Regions from separate parts of the Zea mays genome. Here region 1 is linked to region 2. The links are chromatin contacts, called in public Hi-C maps. All regions are on one chromosome and are shown on one strand. Each heading gives the region's core, a stretch centred on a gene start, on an enhancer-like site or on the middle of the called end of the contact. The rest is flanking DNA. Distances are from core to core; before and after follow the strand shown.

The links. A called contact is a pair of places that touch in the nucleus more often than the background predicts.
Region 1: a Hi-C map of root tip shows a contact between it and region 2, with 4 times the contacts expected there. The contact joins the promoter of LOC103626280 here to the promoter of LOC100276163 in region 2. A contact is called at or near these places in 3 of 25 Hi-C or Micro-C datasets (ear and root tip).

Annotation. Positions count from the first base shown.
Region 1 is chr5:43,576,680-43,583,024 of Zm-B73-REFERENCE-NAM-5.0, reverse strand. LOC103626280 (solanesyl-diphosphate synthase 1, mitochondrial) reads right to left here and starts at 2,786. Exons shown (of 11, transcript XM_008646669.4): 1 at 2,508-2,786; 2 at 610-684. The coding sequence starts at 2,645.
Region 2 is chr5:43,413,014-43,419,566 of Zm-B73-REFERENCE-NAM-5.0, reverse strand. LOC100276163 reads left to right here and starts at 2,921. Exons shown (of 2, transcript NM_001150015.2): 1 at 2,921-3,451; 2 at 3,604-4,340. The coding sequence starts at 2,988. The coding sequence ends at 4,171. It overlaps LOC100279314 (decaprenyl-diphosphate synthase subunit 1), which reads right to left. Exons shown (of 13, transcript NM_001152335.1): 11 at 6,434-6,532; 12 at 5,510-5,711; 13 at 1,649-2,313. The coding sequence ends at 5,532.

The sequences.
Region 1 (6,345 bases), core at 1,537-4,036, 160 kb before region 2:
TACACCGTGTTCCTTGGCACCAACCTTGTCTCCTGGTCCTCGAAGCGGCAGCCTGTTGTCTCTTGTTCCAGTGTCAAGACCGAGTAACACACTATGGCCAACGGCTTGGCTGAGGCATCCTAGCTCAGTTAGCTGCTCAATGAGCTCCACAGCCTCATGTGCGCCACACTCGTCTACTGCGACAACATCAGCACGGTCTACCTCTTCACCAATCTCGTGCAACACCAGTGCACGAAGCACGTGGAGATAGATCTTTACTTCGTCCGCGAGCGTGTCGCCATCGGTGATGTCTGTGTCCTCCACGTCCCGACCACTTCACAGTTCGCCGACATCTTCACCAAGGGGCTACCATCCATGATGATCTCGGAGTTTCTGTCCAATCTCAACATCTGTCCAGGCTAGAGTTATGACTGCGGGGGATGTTGGATTATTGTATCTGTGTCTATGTAGTTGGACTTTGACCTAACTCATACTCTATTAATATATATACACATGCCTACCCTAATTTAGAGTTAGGGTTCCCACTACATCTTTTCTGCCAGTAGTCCATAGGAGTACTACACCGATGAATAGACGAGTTCTGCTGAACAGGATCAACTGCTTACTGACCTCAGCAGACACCATGAATCGTAACCGATTTACAAGAAGTGATACCTCATCGGCGACTAATTCAAATGGATCTTGCTGTTCCTGAGAACATTTACAAAATTAGACTCTTCATACTATATTACAGCAAAAAAAACTTCCACATTTCAAACAAAATAAAAGGCCGAGGATAAATCCAGAACAGATTAAAGGCTTGTTTGGTTGTCTCCCCATGCACTTACCTGGCCAGACACGATTCTCAGGCATTGGATTTCAGTCGCCTAGGGCTGAGATCATTGCCTGGCCAGCTAGCTTCCTGGTAGGGCACCATCCAAACATCCCCTAAGAGCCAGTTTGGTAGAGCTCCTCCTCTAGATTCTCGACGGAAGCTGATTCTCTGTGAGAAGTGATTCTTTGATTGAAACTGATTCTCTAGGATAAACTCTACTTATACAAAAAAATCCTGTGTGTAAATTGAATCAGGAGAAGCTAATTTTTTCAGCGCCCAGCCTCCTAGTTCATTTCATAGAATCACTTAACAGAACCAGTAAAGAATCACTCCTCATTACTGTTTGGCAGAGCTTCTCCTGGATTCAACCTAGAAGCTGCTTTGGAAGCTCTGCCAAACTCACCCTAAGATAATCTTTGATTAATGCCAAAAACAACATCAAAGCCTTATTGTTGCAATATGAATGAAACTTTCTTTCAAGTCGAACATCAAATAAAACAGTTCAAATGATGAAAAGAAAATCAATTTATCCTGTACAAGAGCACAATGTGTTCTTTGCCATATTAGCATAGTCAAACTCAAACCAGGAACAGTATCTTAGTACCTGGGTGCATTACATGTTTTTTATGAATTAACAACTGAAAGTCATTTCACCCCTTTGTTGATCTGGAGATGGACGAACAGCATATCTATAAAAAGGAATCATATTGGGTCTATAATCTTTATAGAAGCTTTCTCATATGATAACTAATGTAGGGTGATAATATCCAAGATAGGCTTAAGATGAGAAGCCATCGATTGACACTGCATTAGAAAAAAAGATACCCACAGTGCTACAGACAAGAGATGTAATAGCAACAAGATGCAGTCAACTAAATAATGTGACACACAATGACTTTCTCTACTATATTAAAACATTAGTTTCAATGGTTGTTCCGCGTCATCCTTCCCGCTTAATGCAAAAACAAAGTAAAATTGTGTAAAATGGGGGTTCGAATCTTGTTTGTTGTTTTCACATTCACAACCACCTAACAAATACAATACATATATTTTTATGTCTTATTAAAACAAAGTCTACTCATATGATATATAGAAATCATAGCATGACGGGCAACTAACTAGTGTGAATTTATGTTCAACTATCATTTCCTACTTCATTTTAAAATTATGCCCTGCCCTAACCCTTTGAAAGAAAAAGGCAGAAGTGATCATTTCACACTAAATGAGAAGCACGAAACGAATGATTACAAAGATAATGCCTCAACTTCCTGATCCATGGAGGCCCCGTTCTGGCGAACCTGGTATTGGGCATCATGCAACCATCTAGAGCTCACGAGAGCAACACCTCTGCAACCAGTCACATTCTAAACGATACAGAATGTACAGACTACAGAGCCTGTATCAGCGCAACCGAAAAGCCGGACTTTTCCCATACCACGAACTGCATGGCCACATATGAAAGACCGGTTGCTATTCGTTGTGATTTACGGGACTAGAGAGCGTATTAACGAGGGCAAACTCGCGCCAATGCGATCACTAGAAGCGCAACCCCAAACGGTTTCTACCGGGGCGCGGCACAAGCAGCGCAAACACAACGCGGACTGTGGCTGGCAGCTCGGCCGCCAACCAGCACCAGCAGGCACCAGCTGCACCAGCACAGGGTAAAGTATGGGAAGGGAACGGGGGAGTGGACCTTGCTCCGAATCTGGGAGGCGAGGGGCATGTGGTGGTGGTGCCGACCCAGGAGGCCAGTGCCACCGCCGGCCGACGAGGTGGGCAGGAGCCTCTGCGCCTGGGCGACATGGCGCGCGAAAGCCCACCGCCAAGACATGCTTCAGTTGCTCCCGAGATCGGAGGCAGGGAGGATGAGCTGGAGAAAAGGTGACGCAAAGGGCGGCGGCCGATTTTTCTTTCATTGTGTATTTTAGTTTTTTTCTTTTTCAAAATTTCATGTTTACAACTCGGCCCTTTTGGTATGGCTCTGCGTTCTGTGCAAATGACTTATATAGAGAAGAGAGAGTTGTTTTACATTTCATTTGACAAAATAACTTCTCTTTTATTTTCTAGTGATGTATGAGAAAAATGTGGAAAGAGCCCCTAGAAACCATATTTTTTTATGCTTTATCTCCTAACAAGAAAACAGTTTTGGCTTTTAAAGTGCTCCCATGAATCATTTTTTTAGCGTTCGGCAGGGCTTCACGGTGAGTTAGAGCTGAAACCCCCCAAAAAACAATGTCAAAGAGGCCTTAAAGCAAGTTTGGAAATTTAAATCCCCACCTACGTTGAAGAAGATGGTGAAAAATGAACTAGTTTAAGGATTCGGCAGGACTTTAGCTTTTATAAAAATAGTTTTTGGCTCTGGCTTCTTCGCGCGTGTAGCTTTTCTGGGGAGCCAAAGCCCTTATCAAAAAAACCGTTTAGCAACATGGCTTTATATTGTTTTTCAAAATAAATTTTAGATAATTTTTTTTCAAACAACATGAACAGACAACTATTTCAACAAAAAAACTCTTGTACTTTCAGACCCAAGTAGTCTGGTGGATATGGACGGAACTAGTTCGGTCGTGCTCTGCATCACCATGTTGCATGCGCCATGGCGTCCTTGGGCCTAGATGGCCGGCTCACGGCCTCACGGGTACTCTTTGCGTCCACAGAGAAGGTGAAGCAGGAGGCCAAGCCGCGCACGGCTGGCTGCTGTAGGTTCAGGTCCGGTCGGACCACCGGAATTCACCTGTCCCGACTCCCGATGCATACGGACGAAAACGGGATGGGTACCCGAAACGGATATCAAATACGGGTATGAAAACGAGACGTAATTTTGATACGGATACGGGTATTTTGTTTATCGGGACGGATACAGGTATTACTCGGATATTGAACCTCGGATACGGGTAGGATATGAAATCACTAATACCCGATCAATACCTGAAAATCCCGAGTCGAATATGGTACCCGGAATTCGGATATCCGTTTTTTCTTTTTCTGCATAATATAGTTATAAAATCATAACTTTTACATATGAAATCGGATGAAGATAAAGTTTATATGAAAATTGTAGAGCTTGAAGAGATCTATGACTTTGTAATACATCATTTTTTTGTTTAAACATATATTTTAGACCAAAATCATTGAAATAATGTCCAAATTTATATTAAATTAATAGACTTTATCATTTTTATGTGGGTGCTTAAGGTTATCTCCATGTGGGAACTTAAGGTTATCTTTTTATAGACTATTTATTAGTATTGGTAACTTATTTGTATTTTTCGGTCGATACTACAATATTTTAATGATTTAATTGTATTTTGATGATTTTCTATGACAAGAAATTAATAATACATAAATAGCCTAAAAAATCGTGAAATTTTACGGAGATACAACATATGTCCATATGTAACCATAAAAATATTTAGATCATAAGATCTATAAGATGCCCACGTTTTTTTCCTTTCACTTTCACTTATTTGTATGAGTTACATGTGAAATCAGTGTAAGTATCCAAGTTTCAACATAATCAGTACTTCACTTCATTAATTTCATACGAGGACTTGAGTTATCTTCATATAAAATGTTTATTAGTTTTTGTAACTTATTTGCAATTTTTGAGTGAAACTAGAATATTTTATGAATTTTAAATATTGCGGTGTTGGTTCTACAATGTCCTTGTGATAAGCAACTTTGAACTGCATGATGTCAATTTTACCGGTTTCCTTTCTTACATCTGATCTATCATATACATGATTATGTATTGCTTAACTTCAGTGATTTCAAGTCGTCTGACTAATTGCGATTAGTCGCAATTAGTCGGGCTAATCGGTTCTGTTAGCACGACTAGGGAGGGCGGCCCGATCTGCTCGATTAATCGTTTGGTCGTCCGATTAGTCGTCGACTAAACGCGACTAGTCGTCCAATTTGGGTGGGGCGATTAGTTGCCCTGGACTCCTAGTTTAGGTCAATAGTAAGTCTGCACTTGGCATTTATATAGTAACTAGTAAGTCTGCAACTCTGCATCATATGAATTATTGAGTTAGTGACTACTAAGTAGTAATTGATGTTCAATTGTTCATGTTCTGAAATCTGCAATCTGAATTCTGTCTTCCAGTATTCATATTTGCTATGTTTGGTAATTGGTATTGCTTCCTATATACTATATTGCTATATATAATTAAGTTAGTGACTGATGTTGATGTTCTGAAATCTGAATTGTCCAGTTCCAGTATTCATATTTGTTATGTACTTATGTTTGGTATTGCCTCCTATATGCTATATTGCTATATATATCAATATTATATACATAGGTCCTGCAAATATGCAGGAGCGCTGTAGGGACGACCAGGTCAACTAGGACCCGATTAGTCGACCTAGTCGTCGTCCTAATCGTGATTAGTCACCTTGTCGCCTAGGTGTATCGACTAGCAAGTCGCCCGACTTGAAATCATTGCTTAACTTATGGATGGTTGGACAATTAATATCATCGGATGAACTACCCGATAATTATCCGGTACCTACCCGAGTAGTATCCGTTATCCGTTTCTTACCCGTCCAGATTATTACCCGGTCCCGTCCTGTATCCGTCCTGAATCTTAACTAGCCATATCCGGTCCGGTATCCGAGAGAAATATATTAGGGTAGGATACGGGATACGTTGCTAAGGAAACATAACAATACGATCCTGATTCCATACGTATGGTGGTGGACGGGATTCTTTTGCAAAAAATAGAGGGCAAGTCACTTTTTTCTAATAAAAAAGGAAAAAGTGATTTTCACCAAAAGCCATAGGTTATAGCCCCTGTTTGTTTCAGCTTTTTAGAGCTTCTGGCCACCAAAAGCTGCTGCGGACTGCCAAACACTCAGCTTTTCAGTCAGCTTCTATAAAATTCGTTTGAATAAAAACCATTCAAAATCAACATAAACACATAATCGGTTGAGTCGTTGCAATAGTAGGAATTCGTTAGTTTCTTGATACACAGATTCTCTATACAGTCAGATTCTCCCCACAGCCAGATTCTCAGAAAAGCTGGTTAGAAAAAAGCTGAACCAAACAGACCCATAATATTGTTTGGTTTCGTTCATGAACAAGAAACTTGAAGCCACATTTGCTTGTGATATACTGGCCTTGATGGATGGTGATATTCTGGCCTAAGGTTTAATAAAATTAATAGAGTACTTATACCAATAAAATGGATCTTTTTTTCCGGAAGCCTGTCTCGAAAAAACCTCTGGTTTAAGCGTGCTTGGCCCAGACCAATCTTTAGATGGGTAACCGATCGGTAAGTTTTTCTGGGTGCACATGAGTGAGTACAAAGTACGCATAAAATACTCGTGTTGATTTATGGGGATGATCTATGATCCTAGAAGGCTGACAGGAGTAAGTACCGCTGGTCCGGAAGTGGACAAGGTATTACAAATGGTATCAGAGTCGACCCTCGTGGTTTCACGGGTGTGTATGGGCTAGAAGTTCGAGTATATGGTGCATGGCGCATGTGGGCATAAAGTGGTCACATCGTATGACATATGACGACACTAGACAC
Region 2 (6,553 bases), core at 1,672-4,171:
TATAGTTTGGTCTCATGTACATACATACATGTGTGTAAAGCTGAGCTCTTGCTTCTTTTAAAGCCTGGAAAGCTTAGCAATTTGCAGGCACGGTTTGGTCTCCCCTCTGCTCCCAACATTGCTAGCTGGTGGTCCACATGCACTCTTGCGATGGAAGGAGGTATCAGAAGCTCAAAAGTCCATGGTGTTCCATTCCTCTGCCACTAATGCATGTTGCTAGTTTGTGGTGCATCATCATGAGCTTGTCTCTCAAAGCTGCGTAACAGGTAGTATGCCGATTTGCTCGACATGTTCTCCATGGATCATTAACAATCTACAAAGCTAGATTTGAATCCCCTCTGCAGGCATATTCAGTGTCTCACCTGAAGATGCACACCTAAAATGTTCGTCCTTTTGCCCTTTTCTTTTTTCTTCTTTCAAAAAAGGGAAATGAAAAAAAAACATATGTAGAGGCGAGTCATATAAATACATGCACAAGGAGTGCGCATATGAATTTCAGGCGAAAGATTTCGTCTTTTAGTTATGTTGAACCTACACTAGTTAGCTCCATGACGTCCCCACAAATTGCAGTGGTTATCATGGCGCTTTGCGTAGATTGCTCTCCTGCTCGCCTTCTTTACGCTTCTTTTCAGGAATCAGCTTGAGCACAAAAGCCCCAGCCTGCTGCGGCGCTGCTCCACCTTTGCTCGCACAAATATTGGCGCCGCGAGCTTTTGCAGCCGGCGAGGGGGACACCGGCGAATCATGCGCATCACCGCCGCCCCCTCGCTCCGATCGTTGCCTGGCCTGCTCACGCCTTGTGGGACACCGAATCATTCCCGTCCTTGATCCTGTCTGTGTCTGCTGCCCCTGCAACTGCAAGAAGCTGCCTGCTGGGCTGCTGGCACCGGCCGAGCTACGCCGCCACTGTTCTTGCTGCAACCTACCTGAATCTGAAAGGATCACCACATTTTTTTACCAAATCAGTATTTTAAGCCGTTTTTAACTGTTTTTTTTTATTCATCGTTAGATGTTGAGAGCCTTACAGTTACAGGTATGGCAAAGCTCTTCTGACAGAGCATGAACACGAATCTCAAGGCCAGTTATTCTTGCTTCATTAATTACAACCGATGATGCGGCTACGTATTCATACTTTATAGCCACCAAGGCTAATAATCGATTACCCAAACAAACTACTAACGCACTTGATAAAATCTAGAGCCTCATTTTTTTCACTCTGAAATGTCTTTTATGTTTGTCTGTGAATGAAAAAACTCCGGAAAGTGCATGTATGCGTGTGGAGTCAAGCTCGACATTTGACTGGGATTCATGATGGGCAATGAATGGACAGACATACTTGATCAGTTGATCTGCATGCTCTGAATTTGGGACTGACTGACTGATCATAGGAAGAACACAGCGGGGTCCAGTCCAGCAGGCTGCAGTAAAAGTAAAATATGTTCCTTTTTTCAAAGGAAGGATCTCAGTTTTTTATGCCTGAAATAAGCTGACAAACATCCATGTCTAATTTGCTTAGTATTTCTGATGCAGATGGTTTTGAGCATGCTGAGCTGTTGTGGATCCGTGGAGATATAGCATGCATGATCTCCATAGATCATACAAATACAGGGAGGCACAGTTGTATGTGGATCTGGGATTGCAGGGTAGTAACTTAAATAAACATCCATGTGATTCTGGCCAAGATTTTGCTGGAGTTTTTAAACATGCGCGATGTATAGGGGCATCTGCAGTCACAAGTTGTAGCTCACTTTTAGTACCCCAAGCTTACAGCTTTAAGCACACTCCACATGATTTGCAGCCTAATGGTGAGCTGCTCCTGAGTTGTAGTGCCTCAAGTTGCTAGTGTTGTTTAAACCTGAGGCAGACACACTATGCTTGGTGTTAATTTGGTCCAAAAAGGAAAAGGTTTGCCTGATGCTAGAGTGATTAACCACTTTGATCTGTCTCTACCTAGTAGCCTTTTCCATGGACACTGGATTGGTCCTAGACTGTTCAGCTTTCAGATGGATAATTATTCGATAGCACATCTAAATTCTAAACGTAGTGATAACATGGTTGAGTGCTACACAGTGCAAGAGCACCAAAATAAATAAAACACACACAAAAAAGTAGTAGTGTGAAGTGGAACAGGGAGTGCATTTATAAAAAAAATAACATGCATGAGAATGAAGAGTGAGGAGTTTGGAAGAATGAGGGCATGTATCAGCCACCATGATGCTCTGTCTACAAAGAGGGTAGCAGAACACAATCATCCCACATCACATGCCTCCTCCCCTCCAAAAGGTAATGTCAATCAATCCATTGGCTACTCACCTGTTGCACACAGCATTATTCATCTAATTATCATATCCCAGACTACATCAACAGCTAAGCAACATAAAACAAAACCTGTCAATAGAGAGATTGGCTAGTGTGCTATGCATAGCACGGCTGTATGTGCTACATCATAAACCGTAGGCAAAAGTTGCGTAAATGTGTGTACGAACCAGCGTAACTACAGTACAGGATTAGCAAAGCTGTTACACATGATTATGGCCATTTGAGTACTTCATCATGCATGCTTTCAAAGTTTGACTGGCTACATTTAACCATGTGTTTATGTATGTACGTGTATGGTATAACAGACACTACTGTTGGGAAGAACTACTTTCACCAGATGGAGGCAAAACAAAGCACCAGTTTCAGAAAACAATTCAGCTTAATCCCTACAGCAGGAAATTAGTTGGGGGGTCAACATGTGCAGTTTGAAAAGATGCTAACAGTACATGTTCGTACCGTTTCTGTACCTACAAACAGAGATGCATTCATGCATGCAGAACGAGCTACTAGTATATATACACATGCATCTGACGAAACAAAAAGCGTCAAGCTATTTCCTGCTTGGCCTATATATATAGCTAGCTCCATCGCTCTCCTTTGCATAAAGATCACCACCTCCATTCGCACGCACAAAGCTCTCTAGCTCGCAGATAAGCCAGAGAGAAAGGATGGACGAGTCGTGGAGGTGCACGATGGGCTCGGTGCTGCCGAGGCAGCGGTCGTCGGACCAGCACGCCGCCGGCCACCAGAACCTAGCCCCCGACGACTTCCGGGACGTGTACGGTGGGCCACCTCGCACGGTGCTCCTCCGCAGCTTCGGCGGCGAGGCGGTTGACTACCACTCCCCGACGGGCCACGGCCACCAGTACACGAGCTACGGCGGTGCCGAGGCCTTCTGTCGCCGGCCTTACGCCAACGGGCGCGCGGCGGCCGTGCCCACGGAGCAGGGCTTCTTCGACGACATCTTCGGCGCCCGTCGTCACATGAGGTCGAGGTCGAGTTCCAAGTCCAAGTCATCGTCGGCGGTCAGCTCCGACGAGTTCCCATCCGCCGGCTTCTGCCGGCCGGTGGCCACCGCCGGCGGCGGCAGCCGCGCAGACGCCACGCTCTCCTCCTTCACATCTAGGCTCAGGTAGGAGCTCATTGAATGACTGATTGACAGTCGTGCCAGTGGAGAAGCTGGACGATGAAAAATGCTTCACAAAATGCCTAATACAAAGCATGCATCGGGATCATCTTTATTAATGCTAATTAAGATGATTGCGGCCGCTGTATACATGGCAGGCCGGTGACGATCCCTTCGCGGCGATATGACTCGTCGCCGCCATCGACGTCGACGAGAGGGGAGTACTACCAGAGCAGCTCCACGTGCTCGACGGCCCCGTACCCGGCAGCTCGCTACTACTACGGCGACGACGCCAAGGCCGCCGGCAGCAGGTCGAACCACAGCAGAGCCGGCGGCGACGGGTCGGCAGCAACGCGACACCACCGGAACCACCGAGGGGGCAGCAGCTTCTGTTGCTTCACGTCGAACCCGGAGACCAGCAGCAATGCGACCAGCTTCCGGCAGGCAGCACGCGGGGCGCAGTCACCGGCCGCCGAGACCACCATCACCGACTACTCAGGCGCTGACTACGGGTACTACTACTCGCCGCCGTCAGCCACGTCGTCGTCGCTCTTCACCAACCCGCTGGCTAGGGCACCGCGGCGACTGGAGGAGGTAGTGATGGAGGTGAGGGAGCGGGCGCCGCTGCTGATGGACGACGGCGACGACATCGACAGCGTCGGCGCTGCTGCGGTGGATGAGGCGATTGCATGGGCCAAAGAGAGATTCTGGAGCCAGGCCCGTTAGACCTTGAATCATGATGATGCGTCAGGTCAATCAACGGCGCCATTTTGTAACGTCCATTCATTATTGAATACATTTCAGTTTGCAACGCTCCATCGTTATGGCATAGGCCATGTACAGTGACGTTTATGTGACTGTTTGGTTCACATAATGGATAACCAATAACGTAAAATCATGTTTATTTAAATCCAACTATAATCAAATACCACACTAGAAATAAATACCGGCCTATTCAAACTTGTTACCGCCGGTATTCAGGTGTGAATCATTATCATTTACGTTACATTTTATGAACCAAACGGCATCCTAATATACAGGCTTTTAAGGTGTCTAAAGATGTTTTTTGCAAAAAAAAAATGTGGAGTCGTCTCTATATAAAGATACGTCTCTGGCTCGTAACTTAAGTAGCAACAGACACCTCACTTGTACGAATTCATCAATTGTTTTATCGATTCGATGCTATACAAGTGCATTTAGGGCCCGTTTGGTTACTTTAGTCCAGAGACTAAAATTTAGTTAGTAGACTAAAGTTTAGTCTCTGCCATGTTTGCTTCTAGAGACGAAAAGTATTCAAAATGCATTAAATGAACCATAAGAGGACTAAAATATCCTTTAGCATTCTTACGCCATTAGCGCAACTAAAATAAAGGAGGGACAAAAGTGGAATTTATATGATTTAGTCCCATTTAGTCATCTCTTAAGAGACTAGAGACTAAAACGGTGTAGTCCCTGTTTTAATCCCATTGTTTGCCTAGAACTAAAATAAAGGGACTAACATTTAGTCCCTCAAACCAAACAAAGTCTTACTTCTGTATTTATTAGTATTTATTAGTGAGCTACATTTATACACTCCATTGTATAATAGTTTTTTAGTTATATGTTATGGTTGGAGAACCATTTTGGTCTCTACTATACATGCCCTTATGGGAGATTGAATACATTGGTTTCAATTTGCACACGGAACCAAGTTTACACGTGTTCACGAGAAACAACCATCAATTTGAAGAGTCAAAATTTGAAGAGGAACGGTTAACAGATATTTTATGGTAGTACTATCTTAGTCTTTACGGGAGTGTATATTGGGTACAATGCTCCCACACTTATATGGCTACACGATATCTGGTGCCATTGCAATCGGTGACATATATTTTGTTGCCACATGCAGCCAAAACCTCTAGAAGCTTCCCAGAAATGCAGGGCCATTTCTTAATCCTAAATTTCAGCAATGATACACAAAACTTGGGGTTTTGGCTGCGAAAAGAATGCAATGAACCGAAGTATACAAAAAAGAAAATCCAAGTGAAACACTAGGCCAAAGGCGAGGTTCAGCTCTCCATTCACCTTATGGACGCCGAACACCTTCCTATTTTGTCCGTGTGATGACTCTTTCTGTGATATCAATAAGAGCACGCCTTGAAGTCAGAACATCCTCGTCGTCGCTATCAGGTAGAGATTCTATAGCCTTGACTGCACGATCAGCATGTTCTCGTGCAAGCTCTTTTGTCTTTTCAATCCCACGGCTCTTCTGGAGATAGTCAAGGGCCTGCGATTTAAAGAAAAAAGTAGTTTGATTTGAGGAATCACTTTATCTAAAAATGAGCTTCATCCAAAATGAGGTGGTATATCATAGATCTATTCATCAAATTTGGTGGGATGACCACATTCATCATATTAATACTAACTAACTAAGAAGAATGATATGATGATAGATCAACTCATTCCATTCTACAAATCAAACAAACAAATTAGTGAGAAAACCAAACGAACTATAAGTTTATGGCCCCGTCCTGCTTTTTTCTAACGCTGAAAACATGCAATTTCAAGTGTGCAAGGACGTGAAGCTATATCTAGCAATTAAATACTCAGCATGCAATTAGCAGGCCATGAGAACCAATAATATTTGGAGATAACAACTGCCACGAGGTTCCTCAACATCCAAGTATCCAACTAAACTATTCAAGTCCAAAAAGGCTTGCAGCCTGTACCACTATATATCAAAATTTCTTAGCGTGCTTGGGTTCGACGCAGCCACTATCTGCAAAAAGCTTGCCTCGACTATTCCTTCCTCAGACGCCACACCTTTTTTAGGATGCCTAATAATAAGTAAACCATATAAATAAAGTTTCCTCTTTGCTAAACATTCTTTTACATCGTGTAAGTCACTAATCTTCACTAGAAACATTTGCATAATGTGTCTGTGTTCTATAGGTAAATGAAGAATGAAAAACGAAACCTGCTCACAATCTTTTAAAAAAAACTACTTACAATTTCAACATTTGCAGGATTATCAAAACCCCGGTCAACAACTTCTTGCAGTTGTGGGAATTCCTCCATCGCATATAGCATCGGGGCAGTAATAATTCCCTGCATAGTCAATGCCATGAT